Regions from separate parts of the Mus musculus genome. Here all the other regions are linked to region 4. Evidence: chromatin contacts called from public HiCAR-type, HiChIP or PLAC-seq and promoter capture Hi-C data. All regions are on one chromosome and are shown on one strand. The core of a region is the stretch at or near the end of the contact, and the rest is flanking DNA. Distances in the headings are between cores, read along the strand shown. Region 1 holds the start of Fam151b (family with sequence similarity 151, member B). Region 2 holds the start of Serinc5 (serine incorporator 5). Region 3 holds the start of Zfyve16 (zinc finger, FYVE domain containing 16). Region 4 holds the start of AW495222 (expressed sequence AW495222). Region 5 holds the start of Ankrd34b (ankyrin repeat domain 34B).

Region 1 (3,843 bases), core at 10-2,509, 1.2 Mb before region 4:
GAGCTCTTTCTCCAGCCCTGCCAATGTGATTTTGACACCTACCTCTCCCTCTTTTGTGGGCCTCGTGGGAAGAAATACCTAAGAAATTGATATTGAATTGATCTACTATGGGTTGGGAGGGGAAAAGTCTCACCTTACCCAATAAATATGCACCATAAACATTTACAGAAACTTTCTTAAAATTCACAGTACAAAACCAGAGGGAGGCCCCCAACCTTGAGAGAGTCCACTCTATTCCTTCTTTGACGTTTGATAAATATAAGAACAAATAAAAAGAGTGTGAAGTTGAAGAGAGGTTTGGTAAGATCTGGGGGAGAGGGAAAGATAAATTGATCAAAATACATTGTTTAAAATCTTCAAAGGTTTTATGCAAAATAAAGAAATATTTAATGTTTATGTGTGTGTTAAAAAGCAGAGACGGAGAGATGGCTCAGAGGTTAAGAGCACCAACTGCTCTTCAAATTTGAAGGTCCTGAGTTCAAATCCCAGCAACCACATGGTGGCTCACAACCATTCGTAATGAAATCTGATGCTCTCTTCTGGGGTGTCTGAAGACAGCTACAGTGTACTTACATTTAATAAATGAAAAATCTTAAAAAAAAATAAAATAAAGAAGGTAGAGGGCTGAAGAGATGGCCTAGCAGTTAAGGGCACTGACTGCTCTTCCAGGGGTCCTGAGGTCACTTCCCCAGCAACCACATGGTGGCTCTCAACCATCTGTAATGGAATCCGATGCCCTCTTGTGGCGTGTCTCAAGACAGCTGCAGTGTACTCATACAAATAAAACAAAACAAACAAACAAAAAGTGAAAGGTTAAAAAAAAAAGATAATGTGGTATGTATGTAAGACCTTTTTGGAAGGATCCACCCACGAATGTGTAGCAGAAATTTGAGGGGGAAATGGGCTAATGATTGGGAAGGACTAGAGACCTTACTGAACCATTTTGAACTTTTAATATCAAAAATGAATTTTCCTTTTGTATCTAAACAATCGATTTACCCTAAATTGTTTCTACCTTTGTCACACGGAGATACTCTTCGGCCTCAGTTAAATCAGCCACCACTTGAACACCCCGCAGACACTGGCATTTACAACTCAATAACAAAACAGGAAAAAGAGTAGGCGGTACCCTGCCCGCTGAACCCTCCACACTTACCCGGGCCCCCTGCACATGCTGCCATGGTGACAGACAGACGCAGCGATCTGCGCAGGTGCACAAGGTTGGCAGTCTCCTGGTTGTCTTCCTGGCGGAAGCCAGATGACCTGACCGGAACCTCTGCGCCAGTGATGTAAAAGGTGCGCATGCGCACTGGAACTGCTAGGCTTGGGGCAGGGAGAGAAGCGGGGATAGTGGGAAGAGAGGAGGTGGGTCGCGGGGAGAGGATTGCGGGGCACATTTCCCATAGTGCAGTGGTCCAGTTCTGGTGTGGAGCTACTCATTCTAGGGTACAGCGGGCTGCAAAGCTAGAATACATTACCTGACAGCACAAACGGAAGTGGTTCTCGCCCAACCCTTCAGAGAGTAAAATTTTTAAGTCACTCTGACTTGAGTGGCAATTTTGGCCTCAACCGGGTCTCCAAAGTCTCTGGATTTCCTCCAGCTCAGCCAGAAAATATAGCCCCATTGCTTTATGGTCTTTGGTTTTCTACCTGTATCTTCACATTTAAACTTACTTCTTTACAAACAGCATAAACCACACACCTCTCACCTCAAGAGTTTATTCCTGAACCAAGTATGAGTGATAATCGTTCTAGAACACGAAACCAGTTGCCCCAGACATATTGCATAGTTTAGTAGTGTTTTTCGCTGTTTAAGAAAGTTATATATCCTGGAAAATTTCAAATACTTTTGTGGAAACATCAGGCATGCAGTTTACAGCAAACTGAGTGCACGTTTCCGTTCCTATCCGACGGTTCTTGGGTTTCAGGCTGGTACTGTGTTAACACATTCCAAAAGTTTCACCTAGTCACAAGGACATGAGGTCAAGTAAGCAATGCAATTAAGGGAGCTAAACACAGCACAAGAAGATGCTGCTAGAGCTTCAACATTCCAACACCCTCACCCTGGAAGTTCTAACCACCAGCCTTGTTAGTAATGAAATTGCTATTATCAAAGTACTCCTACGAATACAGGCAAGATTTCTAATGGATTTTTGTTCCTTTCTGCAATTAGGATGCTTTTTACCAATCGCGGAGTAAAAAACGTTCAGACAGAAGCAATGGAACCTACTTACACTCCATAACCCAGGTAATTAATATAGTATGACTACACAATGCTACACTGTAAGTAAGAAATGTCACTATGAACACGGTGTGGATGACCCTGGAAAAGTTAAAAACTATGAGTCGTTGCGTATGTAAAGGAAATCACTGTCAGGTAGGCAGCTGTGCCCTGTGCTCACTGCAATGTTAACTCCTAAAAGCAAGACACAAAACCAACCTAAGATCCACCAGTAGATGAATAGATAAAATGTAGCAAGGCCCATCATGAAGTTCAGGGTTCATATAGGAGACCCTGTTATTTGCAACAAGGATGAACTGTCAGATGTTGGGTGAAGGAGGACAGGCCCAGGAAGACCAAGGCTGCATGATTTCACTTCTATCACTGACCTAAGAATGCTGACCTGGACAAAAACTGATGATGGTGGTTGCTGGTGCTGAAGGGCAGAGTTGGCAGAGGAAAGGGAGATAGTGGGGCGATGTAAGATGTCAGGACACATTTCAGGTGGGAGAAACAGATTCAAGTGTTCTCTCACACAGCACAATAATTACAGCAATTCCAATGTCTTGTGCACTTTAAGAAACAGAGAGGAATAAGATCACTGCTGCTACTACCTCCAATTCATGGGATGGCACACACGATAAAGATGACTACCTGTTGAAGATATGTGGTGGAAGAACAGGGTAGATCCGTGCAGGTGGGATCTGCACAGCATTTAGGATTATAAAGGTCCTACTGCTTCTGTCTGGACATTTTTTACTCAGCCATTGGTAAAAAGCATCTTAATTGCAGAAAGGAACAAAAAATTAACACGCTAAATTTTCATGTTTCTTTTTGCTGAACTGTACACACAAGTCAAACATTTCAAAGCCACTCAACAAAATATCAAACCTAGAATAAGTAAGCAGTTTCTGTTTTATTTCAAGAAAGTCTTTTATCACTTGAATCATATCAAAATTATTCTATTAAACTTCTAGGGGCTGGAGAGATGGCTCAGTGGTTAAGAGCACTGGCTGCTTGTTCTTCCAGAGGTCCTGAGTTCAATTCCCAGCAACCACATAGCGGCTCACAACCATGTAATGGGATCAGATGGCCTCTTCTGGTGTGTCTGAAGATGGCTACTGTGTATTCATATAAATGAAATAAATCTTTAAAAAAAAGAAAGAAAGAAACTTCCATGAAACAACACAGAAACCTAGGTTGTCAGGAACCTACACAACTGTCAAAGTAAGACTTTTATTATTCAATCATAAGCGTTCTTGGTGTTTCAGACTTGAGGCCAAATGCCCACTGTGCTACAAGCTCCTCCTGAGGCAGACACGGGCATCCTCCAGTCAGTAACCCATACTCACTCAAGAGTCATTTCTCCACTGCAGCAGTTAAAATGTCCCTGTATGTTAACTCTCTGTTCCACACATCCAAAATGAAGGAACTTACAATTCAACTGATGAAACCTGATAATGGTCCTTTTTTATATGTAGCAAACACAGGCACATGGCTTGTTCAATAGATGCATAAAGCAAGATTACAGTTCACCTCATATTTCAAAATGCAGAGAAACTGAGTTGCATTGTCTTAAGGGCTGGAGAGATGGCTCAGAGGTTAAGAGCACTGACTGTTCT
Region 2 (3,733 bases), core at 986-3,485, 1.1 Mb before region 4:
TTGCTTCTTTAAAAACCCCTAGCTTCCGAGCCCCAGGATCGACTCCCCTGCCTCCTGTGTGAGGTACGTGTCGGCCCAGAGCTCTGCCAATAAAACCTCGTGCGTGTTACAACAAGAGAGGATTCTTGTGTTCGTGGGTGCTTCCTGTCCCTGGACTAGAGTGGGGGTCCCCATATTTGGGGTCCAACAAGCCAAAGATAACTTTGATTTTTCAATCTACAATATTCCATCTTTGCAAAATCATGAAGGTCCATCTAGTCTGCCAGACTTCAACACTACTGTGCTAAGAAAGAGGCACCACATAGCATCTTCAGAAAACTTGAGTGCACACCAGGCAAGCATCCTACCTCAAGCACAAACAGTAAAGCTGGCTGTACGTGACATGCCACATGTTTGCACCACAGTCCGCACAACTCTTGAAGGGGCTGAGGCCAGAAGACAAAAATCACAAATCACTTTTTTTTTTCATTTCATTTAAACACCCGCATGAATACAAGTGATGGTTAAGCCAGAGCTTCAAAGAGGCCATGTTATCCAGCCTGTTCTTAGGGAAGCTAAGAATTTGCAACTTCCTGACTCTGGAAGTTAAGGCTTTTGCTAACTTTTTTTTTTTGGGGGGGGGTATCTTAGTGTACATTTGACATGTCCACAAACTATTTATTATTTTTGGCATGTTGGGGAAGGAACTCATGCATGCTGGGAAGTTCTGTACAAAGGAGTTCCACGCCCTATCTCTCCAGGTCTTTAAGAGGCATGCTCTCTCTAGGATAGTGACATCAGTACTCAGAAACCCTCAAGCTAGTGCTTGCATAGGGCTGGCAAACAAACAAAAGCAAAACAGGAGTCCACTACGAGGTCTCTGATCCTAATCCAGTGACACTGGGACACTGGGTGAGGGGTCTCCTAAAAGAGTGGGTAAGTTCCAGCTCAAAGGTTTGGACAGTTTACCCCCCTCCCCCACCTCTTGGTCGGTTCCCACAAAGACAAACTCTTGGTGTCAGACCGGTTTCCCCAGGGGCTGAAGTTCTAAGTCTAGTGACCGCCCTGCAGCAAACAATGGAGCTCGCTGTGAAGCCCTGCGGAGGTCCTGGCTCTGAGTTACAGGCTGCCACCCAGCAGGTTGCTCCTCCCACACCTTCTTATTTTTAGTTACAGCCACTGTCTTCATAACTTTTCTTAACCGCCAAGTAGGGCTCGGTTGTGTGTGTTACTCTAAACTCCTGGATCTAAGACGCCAGAAGATTCAGCGTTGGTAATAACTAAAGCACGGATTATCAAAAACAGTTTTTTTTAGTTTCTATCTCCTAAAGTTCCCAAGACACTATAGGCAAAGGCTCTGTCCAGGGAAGGTCAAGTCCTGGGTTTTGTGCCTGAGGATCAGACGCTAGGCTAGGATTGTCAGCTAGGCGTTTTCACTTCCCAAGGCTTTAGGCAAGCTATTCAAGTTACTTATCCGCTGTCACTTTCCTCACACGGGTACAGCAATGTTTATCTGAAATACTCTTCCAACCAAAAAGGCATTGGTGTAAAAATCATACTAACAGAAATGGTTTTACATTTGAAGTAACCGTGAGAAGAGATTCAGGTAGAGAGCAAAACTTGGCACTCCCTTGGCATCCAACAAGCAAATGTTGGAATCCTCCTTTCAACGTGGGTCAGCTGAGAGGCAACTAGGACCCCAACCTAGGTTCCCAGATCGACTCTCGGTCAGAGTTCCGCGGGAACAGCAGGTGGAACAGCTAGGCGCCTGGGGAGACCTGGCATCTGAGGGGGTGCGGGAACAGAGGGGTTTCCCGAACGTGGATCTGGTAGATGCCTGAGGAGTAAGGCGATCGCAGTCCCATACCAGTGGCGCCCTCGTGGAGGGACCAGCGCAGGGCATTCGGGAGGGAGTCTTCCTCTAGGGCTACGGTTTTAACTACCAAAGGCAAGCGGATCTAGTTTACTGGATCCGGGGCGGAGGAGCGCCGCGAAACCCGGCGGGTCAGTAAAACCCGAGAGCTTGTAAAGACTGCATTCCCTTGGTCTAACTCCGGCGGAAGTGCCAGAGAGGAAGAAGCCCACTGTGCTGCCCGGAAAGGGGCGGGGCCATAGCCATCCGCCGGGCCGCTCAAGGGGCGGGGCCTAGGATATGGGGCGGAACCTACACTCGGGGCGGTCTTAGGGCGGAGCCTGTGGGGCGGGGCTTGGCGGCGGTTGTTTTCGGGCCAGGGTACGGGGCTCTCAGCTGGGCTGCTGGGCTCGGGGATAGGAAGCAAGACGAGCTTCTTCAGTCGCGCGCTCGCGGACCAAGCCGAGAGGGCCCGAGTGACGGGCCCAGCGGGCAGCGTCCCCGAGGCGAGGTCGTCGGCCGCGGTGATGTCTGCCCGGTGCTGTGCTGGCCAGGTGAGCGAGGCGGGCTGCCGCGCGGGTTATCAGAATCGCGGACACCGACGCGAGCCAAGCTCGAGTTCTGGAAACCCTGTGGGCGGGAAGGGACGCGGGGAAGCCCGAGAGGCAACCCCAGCGACCTCGGTGTTCGGCCTCCGGGATTCCGGGCTGGCAGGGCGAGCGGGTCTGGAGCTGAGGATCCCATCGGTTCCCAGGACGTGTCACCTCCGGTCGAAGCCTCGAGTAGTGGCTCTGAGTTCCGTAGCTCTCCTGCCACTGCACTGCCTGTGGGATAAATCCAGGAAAAACGTGGGGTTGGACAAGATCTCTGTTTCTGTACTCCGAGCACAACTGGTCAGTCCGAGCAGGGCGGCCGCGTTTGGCATCTCCAGGTCTAGAACATGGGGCTCTGTATTCACGAGAACGTCTGGATATCCGATTTGCAAACTCCCGGACACAAGTCTAGGCACAGGGAAGGCTCAGCCCTGCTTTATGGGTTTACCGACCGGACCCTACCCAACCCTGACTGGGCACGAGCCTTCGCTCCCTTCTTTGCAACTCATCTTGCTGGAACCTGTTTTGTAATCTTGCCAGTTAAATTCACGATATCCAAGCCATAGGAGGCTCCTAACTGGAGAGAATTATTAGGTTTTAGCCCTTTAATGCTAATTTCCCTTTTTTTTCCTGCAGGGTTAGAAAAACAACAGCGAACTAGGTAAAGCCATCTGGATGTCTTTCTCCCATGTTGTCTTTTTGTTAGGTTTTAAGGGGTTATAAAAAACAAAAACAAAACCTCGAATCTGATCGCGGTGGGTGGGCATTCAGGTGCAGGACTGGTCTTGTTTACTTTGAACGTCAGGACAATGGGAGCCAGCTGTACGTGCTGTAGGGGGTTAAGCTGTGTCTCTGGACCCATCAGGTTTAGTGGCCTATAGTAGTCCTGTCCTCTTAGAGGTGGCCCTGTATGTCAAGCTGGCATTTTTCAGAAATGAGGAAAGTGGGGCTTTTTGGTTTGAGTAAAATGATGCCCGTCCCCTCAATGTCTGGAAAGGAAGGACGAAGGAATATGACCCATTCAGGCTTTTTAGACCAAGAGGGGCAGAAAAGATTGTTTTCAGAAAATTGCAAATATTCATTCTCTCTCTCTCTCTCTCTCTCTCTCTCTCTCTCTCTCTCTTTGCTGGTGCTGTAAGTTCTAGGCAAGTGCTCTTTGAGCAGCACCTCCAAGTCCATTTTTCTGGTTGTTTTGTGATACTCTTCAATTTGATGCAACCCTTTTCATTGTATAGTAAGTAATTGCATGTATTTGGGGCCATCAGCCCTTCTCTCTTGGAAGCCCCGTGAAGATCTTTCCTGACAGGTG
Region 3 (3,402 bases), core at 209-2,708, 1.2 Mb before region 4:
AAACTAAATCTAGTGTAGGGATTATGTAAGCCTTTCAAAGCTAAATTATGTCTCTCTACATTTTACTTAAAAAGAGAAAAGGAGATAATTTTATTATTTTCCTTAAAAATGATATAAAATATTCTAACAATATAAAAATAATAAAAATATATTAGAAGGCAGTTGGACACTAGACTGTAAGGGGTATAAAATTGTGAAAGACAGTAATATGATCATGAAGAAAATGTTCAATGTACATTAGAATTAGAATTTAAAAACAACCAAGATTTTTTAATATAATAAAGTATTTGCTTCATTGTATGACTATTTTTAAGTGAATATGTGAAGAAAAAAAAGAATTTCCAGAGTTTTAATTTTCAAAATGGTAAATATTCTGCATTAACAATTACATTTTCTTGAATATTTTTCAATTGTCATTATCTTCAACCATATAGGATACTATGTGTAATTGGCATTATGACTGGGGACAAAAAAATTAGTTTTATTTGTAAGGTAGCTACTTCAAAAGATTGTTTTTGCTCATATTATTATGTGTATAGTAAAAAAATGTAATGGGTATATGTGTACAGCTTTTAAAAACATGGGAAAGGTGAGCAACACTCTTATCATTTTAAGTTTAAAATGCAACAGGGGCCAAAAAAAAAAAAAAAAAAAAAAAAAAAGGACAAAGAAAAATGTCAAAATGGTAAGCGGCTGGTTACTTTTGCACGGTGGAATGGTGACTAGCTCATTCCTAATTCCCTCCTCTAATTTTTAAATAGCTTGCCACTAAATGTGTAGTTTAATATCAAAGAGAAGGGGGAAAAAAGAAGTTATGTGAAAAATCGGACAGACACGATCAAACCACTAAACTTTTGCCAACTCGAGAAATGCCAAACTCAGCCGAGTAAGTGACGGAACCGGATGACATCACCAACTTATTCTTTGAATTAAAAGATGAAGTTAATATTTAAATTTACGGGCTGGTTTTCTGACATGGCTAACCAAGAACATGAGTCTGGAATGTAACAAATTGCAATCACGGTCGCACAAACAGGTTAACTGTTAAAAGTTAAGGTCATCTCTTCAGAGGCACCAAAGACAGCGAGCGAACACTGAGGCATCAGTGAAACGGAGGAGGCGGCGACAACAGGCGCCGCGGGGACTCGCGGGATCCAGTGCGGCCCGACCCGGCCCAGCCCAGCCCGCGATGGGGTCGGGTATCTCGGCCGCACAGAGCCCAGGGTGGCAGGCGGGTCCCGGAGGAAGGCGAGGCCGGGCCGTCGCAGCCTAGCGAGTCCGAGGCCGCCCCGCCCCTCCGCCCGCAGTACGCTGAGGAGAGGCCGGTGGCGGCTCCGAGGCTCTTACCTCCCCACACCCCGCCGAGCTCTCGGGGACTCGACGCGACGCCGCAGTGAGGCGTGAAGAGTAACCCGGCCACGACACCCAGGACAGCGCGACGCCAGCCTAGAGCTCGTCCCCAGCCGACCTAGCAGAGAAGGGCGCAGGCGCAGAGAATGCTTCCCGCTGCCACGCCCCCTCCGGGAGGCTTGATCTATGCGCATGCGCGCTGCTCGGGTCCGAGCCAGTCCACGCGGGCGCGCCGGAAGTGGCCAGGCGACTCCGTTGGGATCCTGCGCTCGGACGCTGTTCCAAGGACGCTCTTCTGCTGGCCTCAGGAGGTGACTAGTGCCACAGCTCAGCTGACCCGGCACTCCGGTTTGCACCAGCCAAATCCAGCGGCCGACACTGTATCTCACCTCCGGGCAGCTCCTAAATGCCGGTCCTTGGGTGAGCGGATTGGCCGACGCCGCCCTGCACTTCTGGCTGTACTTCTGCATTTCCAACCCTCTGTAGCCTCCAGAGCGGCTGCTGTCTAAAACCAGAAGCCAGCTACCCTCTCGGAAGGAGATGCCCGATGCCTCGCGCGCGCTCTCTGCTTCGGCCTTCGCATTTTCACCACGAGTTTTCTAAAATTCAAAGAGAGCGAAGAGAAAATTAGTATCCGGACCAGCTTGGGGACTGCTGGCTCGCCTAGGCTTTCGAGAGATTACAAGCGTTATCGCTGCTGTGATTTGTACTCAAGAGACTTCACAGTCAGAGCTCAGGTCCTCAATTCAGTAATTGGCAACTGTAGTTTATCTTTCAGAGATTCTGCATCTCTACTTCTGGTTCCCCTTCTAAACTCTGATTTTTGCCAAGAGCAAAACTTTTGGTTGTGTAAGGTGACTGGCCTGTTCTTTGACAGACAATGCAAAAGAGATGCTTCGCTTACATTAGCTAATTAATCTTAAGAATAATTCCACAAGGGCTGGAGAGATGGCTCAGCCGTTAAAGGCTAGTCTCACAACCAAAAATATAAGAATAATTCTACAAAGTACAGTGTGTATTTTCACTTTTATACGTTGGACACTGTCACAGATAAAATGGGGCCGTCGTCTTTTTGGAACCTCAATTCAGAAGCAGTGGCTTGTGCATACAAATTAGGGGCAAAAGTATATAGTACAATGTAAGGACAAATAAGAGTTATTTTAAATGAACAAAACAACATTTTAAAGTATATGCAAATCAGTTCACAAAATAGCATGTCTACCACATTTTATTGATGTTCAAACTTAATATAGCAGAAACAGTGTATTCTCCATAAATCTGTTTTACCAATTTGCTTAATTTATAGATGAATTCATTGGTGAGAATAGTGTGGATACTCTCATATCCTGGTGTGGATATAAGTTAACACAAATTCACATATAAAGTAGGACTTTTGAAAGAACCTGCTTAGTAGCCAGGTACAGTAGCCCAAATTCCCTCCCCAGGAACACCTGTAAGGAGAAGCAAGGTAAAGACAGAACTTCCAGAAGGAAAGACAGAAACCAATGGGGACCTGAGAGGGAGAGCAGTCTGTCTGTCTTTCTTGCCTCACTCCTATTCTTGAAGTATGTTCTTGATATTGAAACTATGAATCCAGTCCCCTATTTCCTCCTTCTTTTTTCACTACCTGAATTTGAATTCTAGTTCTGCCACTCATTAGCTTTGTTACTGAAAGCTAGACACTCTCTTAGTAAGAGTATGATACGAATAATGTGTAACCTGAGATATCCACATAGCACAATTGAATCACTGATGATCCTATTGGCTCAGTCCTTTTCATGAATTGTTGGATTCTATTCATGTTGGTATGTTTTATGGTTTGTGTATGCTCAGCTCAGGGAGTGGCACGATTAGAAAGTTTGGCCCTATTGGAGTAGGTGTGGCCTTGCTGGAGTAGGTGTGTCAATGTGAGTGTGGGCATTTAACATCCTCAATCTAGCTGCCTAGAAGTCAGTCTTCCACTAGCAGCCTTCAGATGAAGATGTAGAACTCTCAGCTCCGCCTGCATCACTTCTGCCTAGATGCTGCCATGTCCCTGCCTTAATGTTAATG
Region 4 (3,769 bases), core at 62-2,561:
CTCTCTGCTTTCCAGATGAGCACTGACTGGGTTTGGGGGTAACGTTTATTCTGCCTTAATTCCCCCTGCTTAGTGGTGAACCCCAGACATTTTCTGGCAGGCACACGCCAGAGGATCTGAGTATCACCTCTCACATCCTTGCTTTCCCTCTGTTACGTTTCATTTCCCTCTCACAATCATCCTTAGGCGAACTAATGTCCTTTTCTTTTGAGGGACAGGGACAGTGGTCCCGTGTGTGTGGGTCTAGTCTTCCCCACCAGTGGGAATCAAGAGCTTCTCTGTGTACAATTGTTAACCACTTACACAACATTTTTATATGCATTGATTCTGCTTTGCTTCTGTCTTAGTTTCCTTCCTGTTTCTGTGGGGGAAAAAAATACCCTGACAGAAGCGAATTCAGGGAGAAAGGGTTTCTTTCAGTTCACAGGTCCAGGTTACAGTCCTTCAGAGTGGGGAAGTCACAGTGACAGTGGCTTGAGAGAACTGGTCATGTCACATCCATAGTCTAAAATGATTGCAAGCCCCTGGACAGCTGCTAACTGGCTTCCTGCACTTTACCCAGGATCCCCTGCCCAGGGAATGTGGTGTCCACAATTATGAAGGGTCTTCCCACATTGACTGTTGTCATCAAGATAAAGCCCCTATGCGCGTTCCCAGAAGCCCTTGTTCTATGACTTAGCTTTACCACGACTCTTATTTTGCATACATTCACTGGGTTCATTGAGCCCCCAACATCCAGATTCCTGTGACCAGGGTCCTATTTACCTTGTGGGAGAAACAAAACCCTAACTTTTACAGAGAACTGACGTTTTAGGGGCCATTGTAAACATGAGCTTCCGAGTGGGGACTCTGGGGTTTAAATCTATCCTTTACTTAACTCTTGGCTGGCTGGCCTGCTCTCTTATAAAATGGAGTATTTATCCTAAAGAATCAGCGCAGACGTAGAGATGGTTAGTAATGAGCCGAACAAACACACTATACAGTTAATTTCTAGGTTAACCTGAGAGCTCAGGTACTTACCCTTGGGCCTTCTCATTGATGCAAGCTTGCAGGAAGCCGGTCCTGCCTGCTGCAGCGAACTCAAGTTTACAGCCAGGACTCAGGCAAGGCCAGCTGCCCTCAGAAAACAAAACAAATTTGTCCCCATGCTCAGGAAAAAGGACAGAGAAGCCACCCCTTGAGAGTTAAACATCGCTGTATTCTAGCCTCAATTTTTCTGATGTTTTTGGTTTTTTTGTTTTTCCTTCTGCTTCCTCTCCCTGGGCTCCATTTTAGGGTCCTCTTTCCCAACAGTGCCAGAGCGCCCTCTAGTGCAGAAACATCGGCGAAGTCGCTCTGTTTCCCTGAAAAAAAAAATCTCTAATTTTGGCAGACTGAAAAATAATTTCAGAGTAACTCAAACTAATTTAGGAAATATGAGAACACTTTTATGTGGTGTAAAGTAGTCTTACGTTTATCTAGTTTATGTCGACTCTTTGGGAGGTTAGAGCAGGCAGTTCTCATTCCCATAAAGAAATGAACAACAAAAAACCCGACTTCCAGAAAGGTCCTCTGCTCATTAACACTTAACTGAGTACATCGAGGTATTCTGTTCCCATTTCTATACATTTAGCAGTTCCTCCTGAGTTCATCTCTTTCATTTCCCCTCAGTTCTCATCGTATAAATTAGAATCTTCAAAAACCCCTTAAAAACAAAACAGTGATAAAAACCCCCTAACTTCATTCAGGTTTAGAACTAAATATTGGATTTCCCCTGAATTGATGCATCCTATCTCGAGTCAGCTAGTTCTGAGCTTTAATCCTCCCTTCCCGTTTTCTTTCTAGAACTCTGCAAAAGCCAGTGTTCTGTCACCTGCTTTCCCCTCTTTACCCCCATTCATGGCTAAATGCAAGCTAAGCAAAGTTACTTGTTACTTTTTTAAAAACACAATTATGTAATTAAAATTATTACATAACATACATGAGATTCTTGTTTGTGAAACACCATGTACTAGCCTTCAAATATTTATTAAGGTAAAAGATCGGAGGCCAGAGAGATGGCTCAGTGGTTAAGAGCACTGTGTGTGCTTCTCCTGCAGAGAAGCAGAGGTCAGTTCCCAGCATCCTCGATGGGCAGCCCCGTTACTTCAGTTCTGGGAGAGCACACCTGCACACACCCACACGCAGACATGAACACATACATGTACACGCAATGAAAACAGATAAATTCATTAACACCTTTAAAATAAAAGAGCAGTGGAAACCAACCCAATGTTCAGTCTCTGTGTTTGCCATATTTAAAAATAACAGCATTTGCCAAAGGCTTCATTTGAATGGAAAATACTGCTTCAGAGACTAGTCCATAATTGGTCTTTTAAAGAATCTTTACTCAAAAACCATCCAGTGTCCTTAATTCTGGGGAGACTAATATAAGAAAGTGATGTCTCTGTTTCTATCATTGTTATGCATCAGCTCAAGGTGGGAGCCAGTGTTTGCCAGTATTTGCTGAGTGAAGGTAATGGGTTTGTTTCTGTTTTAGTAATCTCTTCATCTCCCCTCGCCCTGTACTTGCTGGGAGTGGTGGTGAACTCCTTTAATCCCCTACCTGGAGGAAGAGGCAGGCAGATCTCTCTGAAGTCCTTTTAAGGACAGCGCAGTTCTTCAGTGAACCAAATTAGCAGGCTCACCTGGGATTCAAAACCTGTTTCCCTTCCAGATGAACTGTGACACAAACCCCTTGGAAGCTGGGCTGGAATATTTCGTGAAGCTGAATAAGGTATGTTTACGTTCCCCAGGGTGTATGAAATGAATGTGAAGGTGATGGCAGTGTTTTACGACAGAGCCACGCTTTCTTTAAAACTTAGCCAAGTGTGACTACAGAAGAAACGAGTTGAATATAAATACTAAACATGGCTTGATGCTCCGTGTGAATTATCCGCCGTAATTTGATCAGCTTCACTGTGGAAGAGCCTGGAGACGTAAGGCAGCAGAACTCAACTTCTTTAAGGGTTAAGACTTAAAACCCAAGGCGCTGGAGAGATGGCTCAGTGGTTAAAAGCACTGACTGCATTTTTCAGAGAACCTGGGTTCAAGTCCCAGCACCCACGTGGCACCTCACAATTATCTGTAATCCCAGTTCCAGGGCATCCCACACCCTCACACAGACATGCATGCAGGCAAAGCACCGATGCACATAAAATTTTTTAAAAATAGTTAAAAGAAGACTAAAACCCAAGGTGAAAGTTAGTAAAAATCACAAGATGATTAACAGATTTCAACAGGCATCTTTATAGAAATTGTGCTGCATGTATGTTGTGTGTGTATCAGCCACCCCTGGTGGCTGGTGAGGTTGCGCGTCAGCTAAGCAAGCAGTAAGGACATTGACTTTCCCTGGATGCTTAAAGGATAGAAGAGCCTCGCCACATTGGGTTAAGCAGGGGTTTATGATTCAGTTTTGCGTCTAATGATAACATCTAAATGTAAACACAAGATGTGTTTCCAACGTGCCCAGTACCAAGTGTGTATTTACTGAGGAGGCCAACACAGGTCCAGAGAACTATTATTCACATCGATATGCCAAAGGGACACTCTACATCAGTGGTCCTCAGCCCACCAGGCTCAGTCTCATCTGTAAACTTGTTAGAAATGTCAATTCTCAGGTCCAACCCTAGACTCACTAAAAGCAGAATTTCGGGGAGCCTGGACAACAAAGCTGTGTTTTAATAAACCCTACGGGGGTTCCTAAGAGTCGAGAAACCCCACCGGTGCTGCATAACTACTGTGGAAACTT
Region 5 (3,514 bases), core at 114-2,613, 1.3 Mb before region 4:
GTTTGGTAACATCCACAGAGGCTGAACACATGTTGATGTCATGAGTCACAGTTCCACTCTCAGGTGTACCCCACAAAACTGTGTCTACAGATAGGTGGGCAGGAGATGTCACCTGCTGTGTTCATAGCAGTGTCTGTGGACTTTCCCAAGCCTGAGAATAGCCCTAAATGTCTCCCAGAAGCAAAACAAATTGAGACACACAGACACAATGAACGAAAAGAAGGAGAAAAGCACAGTCATACATAACATATTGTCTGAAGTGTAACAACGAGGGTGTGTGTGTGTGGGGGGGGGGGACCCAGGCAGCGAGACATATTCCCAATGATGTTAGAAAACACACAAGCAACAAAACCGTTCTGTGCTGGCAGAGCCACCAGTCCTCCCAGGGTGCAGACATAAGGGGACCTTTGGGGTTGCTGGTAATACGTTCTGTTGTTGGCTTCAGTTTGTACACAAATCATTAGACTTGTGGTCCACACCTTTTAATATGCATGCTGTGTATATACTAATAAAACTGTTAAAAAGAGATGGAGAAAAGACCCATGCCTTCATAAAAGTTTGCTCTCTCCTTTCTGGGACTCCCCAAAGGTGTGTGAACAAAGGGTGACCCACCCCAGGTAGTCCACCTTCTTAGAGCCTGCTTCTGGTGCAACATGTCCTGAGAATATGTGACAAATGTTTATAAGGAACCATTTCACAGGAATTTTATTTAAGCAGAGGAAGTCTGCCAAAGGGTCTATTATCTTCCCCTTTGGGGATGGAAAAACTACAGACTAGCTTGATTTTAGGCAAGTATGTTGCCCAGGCTGGCCTTGAATTCTCACCTCCTTCAATACATATGAAAAGCTGAAACTATCTCGTTTACATAATTTCCTTTTTTCTTCATGTCTCTGTGGAGTTTAATACCTCAAATTTATTTTGCGAAATTTTGTTAGCTATTCCATTAAGCCTTAATTAGAGTATAATGAAATTATAAATTCATAAAATAAAAACAAAACGGTTGCTCCTACAAACGTTCAGTTCTTTAGTGAGGCTCTGGCTTTACCTGAAGTGGGGGAAGGAACCTGTGAAGGCTGAATCTCAGACCAACGAGATGGCTATGGGATGGAAGGGAACGTGGACGCAGACCCGGACCAAGGGCACGGGGACTAGTGGGGAGGGGCGTCATCTTTCTTGGGCTACCTGGGCTCTGCCCATTCGCTCTCCCACCAGTCGCAGCTGTCAAAGCTCAGTGGCCTGGAGTGGAGACGGGGCGGGGCTTAGGAGCGGAGGCGGAGCCTCGGAGAGCATCTTCTGGCCCCGGGGCCCGGACTGGCCCGCCGCCCCCACCTGCAGCGCGGCGGAGCGCGGGCGCGTCACTCCCAGCGGAAGCGCCAGCCCCGCGTCTGGCGAGGTGCGCGCCTCGCCGCTCCCGCTCCAGCGCTTCGTGGCCCGCCTGTGTCTGCAGGGCAGGGGCGGGGGCCCGGTGACACGGACAGGGGACTGAGATCGCAGTCGCCGCCGAATCGTCGACAGTCACCCAGCTCGGACGGAGCGTCCGAGCAGGAGCCGATCAGGAAGGTGAAGGACCACTGCCGAGCCGACAGCGCGTCCCAGGTCAGTCCGCCCGCTGCACTTGGGGAAACTTTGGGATGCGGTGACAGCTGCGAGACTGAGGCACCGAGGGTCGCGAGGCCGTGTGGCCGCGGTGCGCCCCGCGAACAGGCACCTGCCGCACATTTGACACCGCAGCTGCCAGTGTGGGGACGGAGACCCTGCTACCGCGGACCACTACGGGCCACCGAGGGCCAGCGGGCTTCAGGGGCCTCCCGGGAGACTCCGGCTCGCCCGCGCCCCGCCGCGCGCCTCCGGGTTCCCGCAAGTCCCCAGCTCCGGTTGGCGGCTCGCGCTCGGACCCCGCGGGTCTGCGGATTCCGCCGCCTTCGGGCCTCGCGACGCGGGAGGAGCGGCCCGGGGCCCAGGGCTGCGGGGTGGGAGCCCCGTGGCGGGAGCGGCGCGCACTCGGCCAGTGGAGCGCGCGGGTCGCGGGGTCCGGCAGGAGCGCGTGGCCGCAGGTGCCCGTGGCCGCTGGGCAGCGGAGGTACGGAGCGCGGGCTGGGGCCGCGGAGCCGATTGCAACCTCGGGCTGCAGGAACCGGGGTCGCCGGGTAGGCAGTCCGGTCCCTGCGGCTCCCGGGTGCGCACATCCTTGGCACCGGGCATCCAGACCCCTTCAGCGGAGAGCGGGCTGAGGAACGGCGCCAGCCCGGGCGGAGGACCAGTGCTGCCTGCTCTCTGGCACGCCATCTCCCCAGCGAGGGCCGAGTGCTAGGCTACGCGGGGACCACTGCCCAGGGCCTCCCGGCACAAGCCTTTTTCTTGGGCAGCTGCCTGCCCTGGCTTGGAGTGGAGGCGACGAAATGAGCACCCCGCCCCCATCCGCGCCCCAGCGCTGTCGCCCCAGTCACCTTCCTTTGCCCTTCTCCGACAGCACCTTGGACTTGCTCTCTCCTGAACTGGGGAAAATCTGAGGAAACCAGGCACGGACCTTGGAGACACGCCGCCTGCACACTCAACAGTCTGGAAATCCAGCCACCTTGGTACCTCGCCGCTTCCCAGACACTTTGGAGGAGCAGGTTTGCAATTTCTACCCCCATCCTCATCCCCTCCCCCGTCTCTGTCTCTGCTGAGGGAGGGAATCTTCTGAAGAGAAGATGGGATCTAGGCACCCATAACCTAGCCCCAGGAGGAGCTCATGGGAGCCAGCCTAGCTTTGTAGCTATGTGAGGGAAACAGCACACCTTATAAACTAACTCCTTCCCGTGGGCAGTTCCTGAATATTTCTTAGAAGACTGGAGACCCAAGAAAGCTGACTTTTCCTGGGCAGTCAGTGCATCTTTTATTTGGCTCCGACTCTCTGCTTGCTGGGAACAGACACATTTTGCTTATGACCTCTGGCTGGCCTCATTCCAGTTGCTGTCTGGCTTTGGACTGCTTGCCCATCAGGACAGTGATTTTGAAGAGCTGACTGGGAAGAGAAAGCTGCAAGCCTCAAGTTCTGGTTGGCTCCTGCTCAGGGTTGTAGTCTTCCGTGGGACCCGTGGGCTCCCTATTCCTCTGGACTGTGGCAGCAACTCTGCCCTTCACCTCTGCAAGGAAATTAATTTTCAAACAACTTGGGGATGATGGTGGAGGCACCCCTGTGTGAGCAGATGCAGGGCTTGGAAGCAACCAGGAAACAAACAGGAGTAAGAAATCCTTTTTAAAGGCTTACATGATTCTGGGACTAAGAAAAGATGGAGATGCCATTGGTGTGTAAAACCTGACATCTCCCTGTTAGGTCCCACCAGTCCAGGGGACTCACATAAGCAGGACCTGTATTGGGTGATGCATATTTGGAACCTAGTACTTAATGAATTCCTAAGCAGTAAATGCCTCCCGATTTTTAAACTCACAATCATCTACAGTAATGTAGCTATTGCCTCCCCTCCCACCCCACCCCCACTTAGGAACAATACACTCCCAAACCTGGTAA

What was found. Promoter capture Hi-C pulls out the DNA fragments that hold promoters and counts their contacts. HiCAR-type assays count read pairs that join an accessible place to other places. HiChIP or PLAC-seq counts read pairs in DNA pulled down with a chosen protein or histone mark.
Region 1: a contact with region 4 is called in a HiCAR-type map of astrocytes, with 2.6 times the contacts expected there. The contact joins the promoter of Fam151b here to the promoter of AW495222 in region 4. A contact is called at or near these places in 1 of 39 promoter capture datasets (hippocampal neurons) and 1 of 115 datasets of contacts at active chromatin or transcription factors (astrocytes).
Region 2: a contact with region 4 is called in an H3K4me3 HiChIP or PLAC-seq map of embryonic forebrain, with 7 times the contacts expected there. The contact joins the promoter of Serinc5 here to the promoter of AW495222 in region 4. A contact is called at or near these places in 1 of 39 promoter capture datasets (hippocampal neurons) and 2 of 115 datasets of contacts at active chromatin or transcription factors (astrocytes and embryonic forebrain).
Region 3: a contact with region 4 is called in a HiCAR-type map of astrocytes, with 3 times the contacts expected there. The contact joins the promoter of Zfyve16 here to the promoter of AW495222 in region 4. A contact is called at or near these places in 3 of 39 promoter capture datasets (the C10 cell line, hippocampal neurons and pre-B cells) and 1 of 115 datasets of contacts at active chromatin or transcription factors (astrocytes).
Region 5: a contact with region 4 is called in a promoter capture Hi-C map of hippocampal neurons, with 2.4 times the contacts expected there. The contact joins the promoter of Ankrd34b here to the promoter of AW495222 in region 4. A contact is called at or near these places in 2 of 39 promoter capture datasets (hippocampal neurons and pre-B cells).

Annotation. Positions count from the first base shown.
Region 1 is chr13:92,482,772-92,486,614 of GRCm38.p6, forward strand. Fam151b (family with sequence similarity 151, member B) reads right to left here and starts at 1,260. Exons shown (of 6, transcript NM_001163627.1): 1 at 1,157-1,260. The coding sequence starts at 1,181. It overlaps Gm52060 (a long non-coding RNA gene), which reads left to right and starts at 1,302. Exons shown (of 3, transcript XR_003950692.1): 1 at 1,302-1,365; 2 at 2,174-2,248.
Region 2 is chr13:92,608,903-92,612,635 of GRCm38.p6, forward strand. Serinc5 (serine incorporator 5) reads left to right here and starts at 2,236. Exons shown (of 12, transcript NM_172588.2): 1 at 2,236-2,385. The coding sequence starts at 2,359.
Region 3 is chr13:92,529,352-92,532,753 of GRCm38.p6, forward strand. Zfyve16 (zinc finger, FYVE domain containing 16) reads right to left here and starts at 1,459. Exons shown (of 18, transcript NM_173392.4): 1 at 1,348-1,459.
Region 4 is chr13:93,717,864-93,721,632 of GRCm38.p6, forward strand. It overlaps AW495222 (expressed sequence AW495222), which reads right to left and starts at 1,312. Exons shown (of 3, transcript NR_045086.2): 1 at 1,021-1,312. Dmgdh (dimethylglycine dehydrogenase precursor) reads left to right here. Exons shown (of 16, transcript NM_028772.3): 14 at 2,696-2,755.
Region 5 is chr13:92,424,606-92,428,119 of GRCm38.p6, forward strand. It overlaps Ankrd34b (ankyrin repeat domain 34B), which reads left to right and starts at 1,364. Exons shown (of 5, transcript NM_175455.4): 1 at 1,364-1,596; 2 at 2,471-2,615.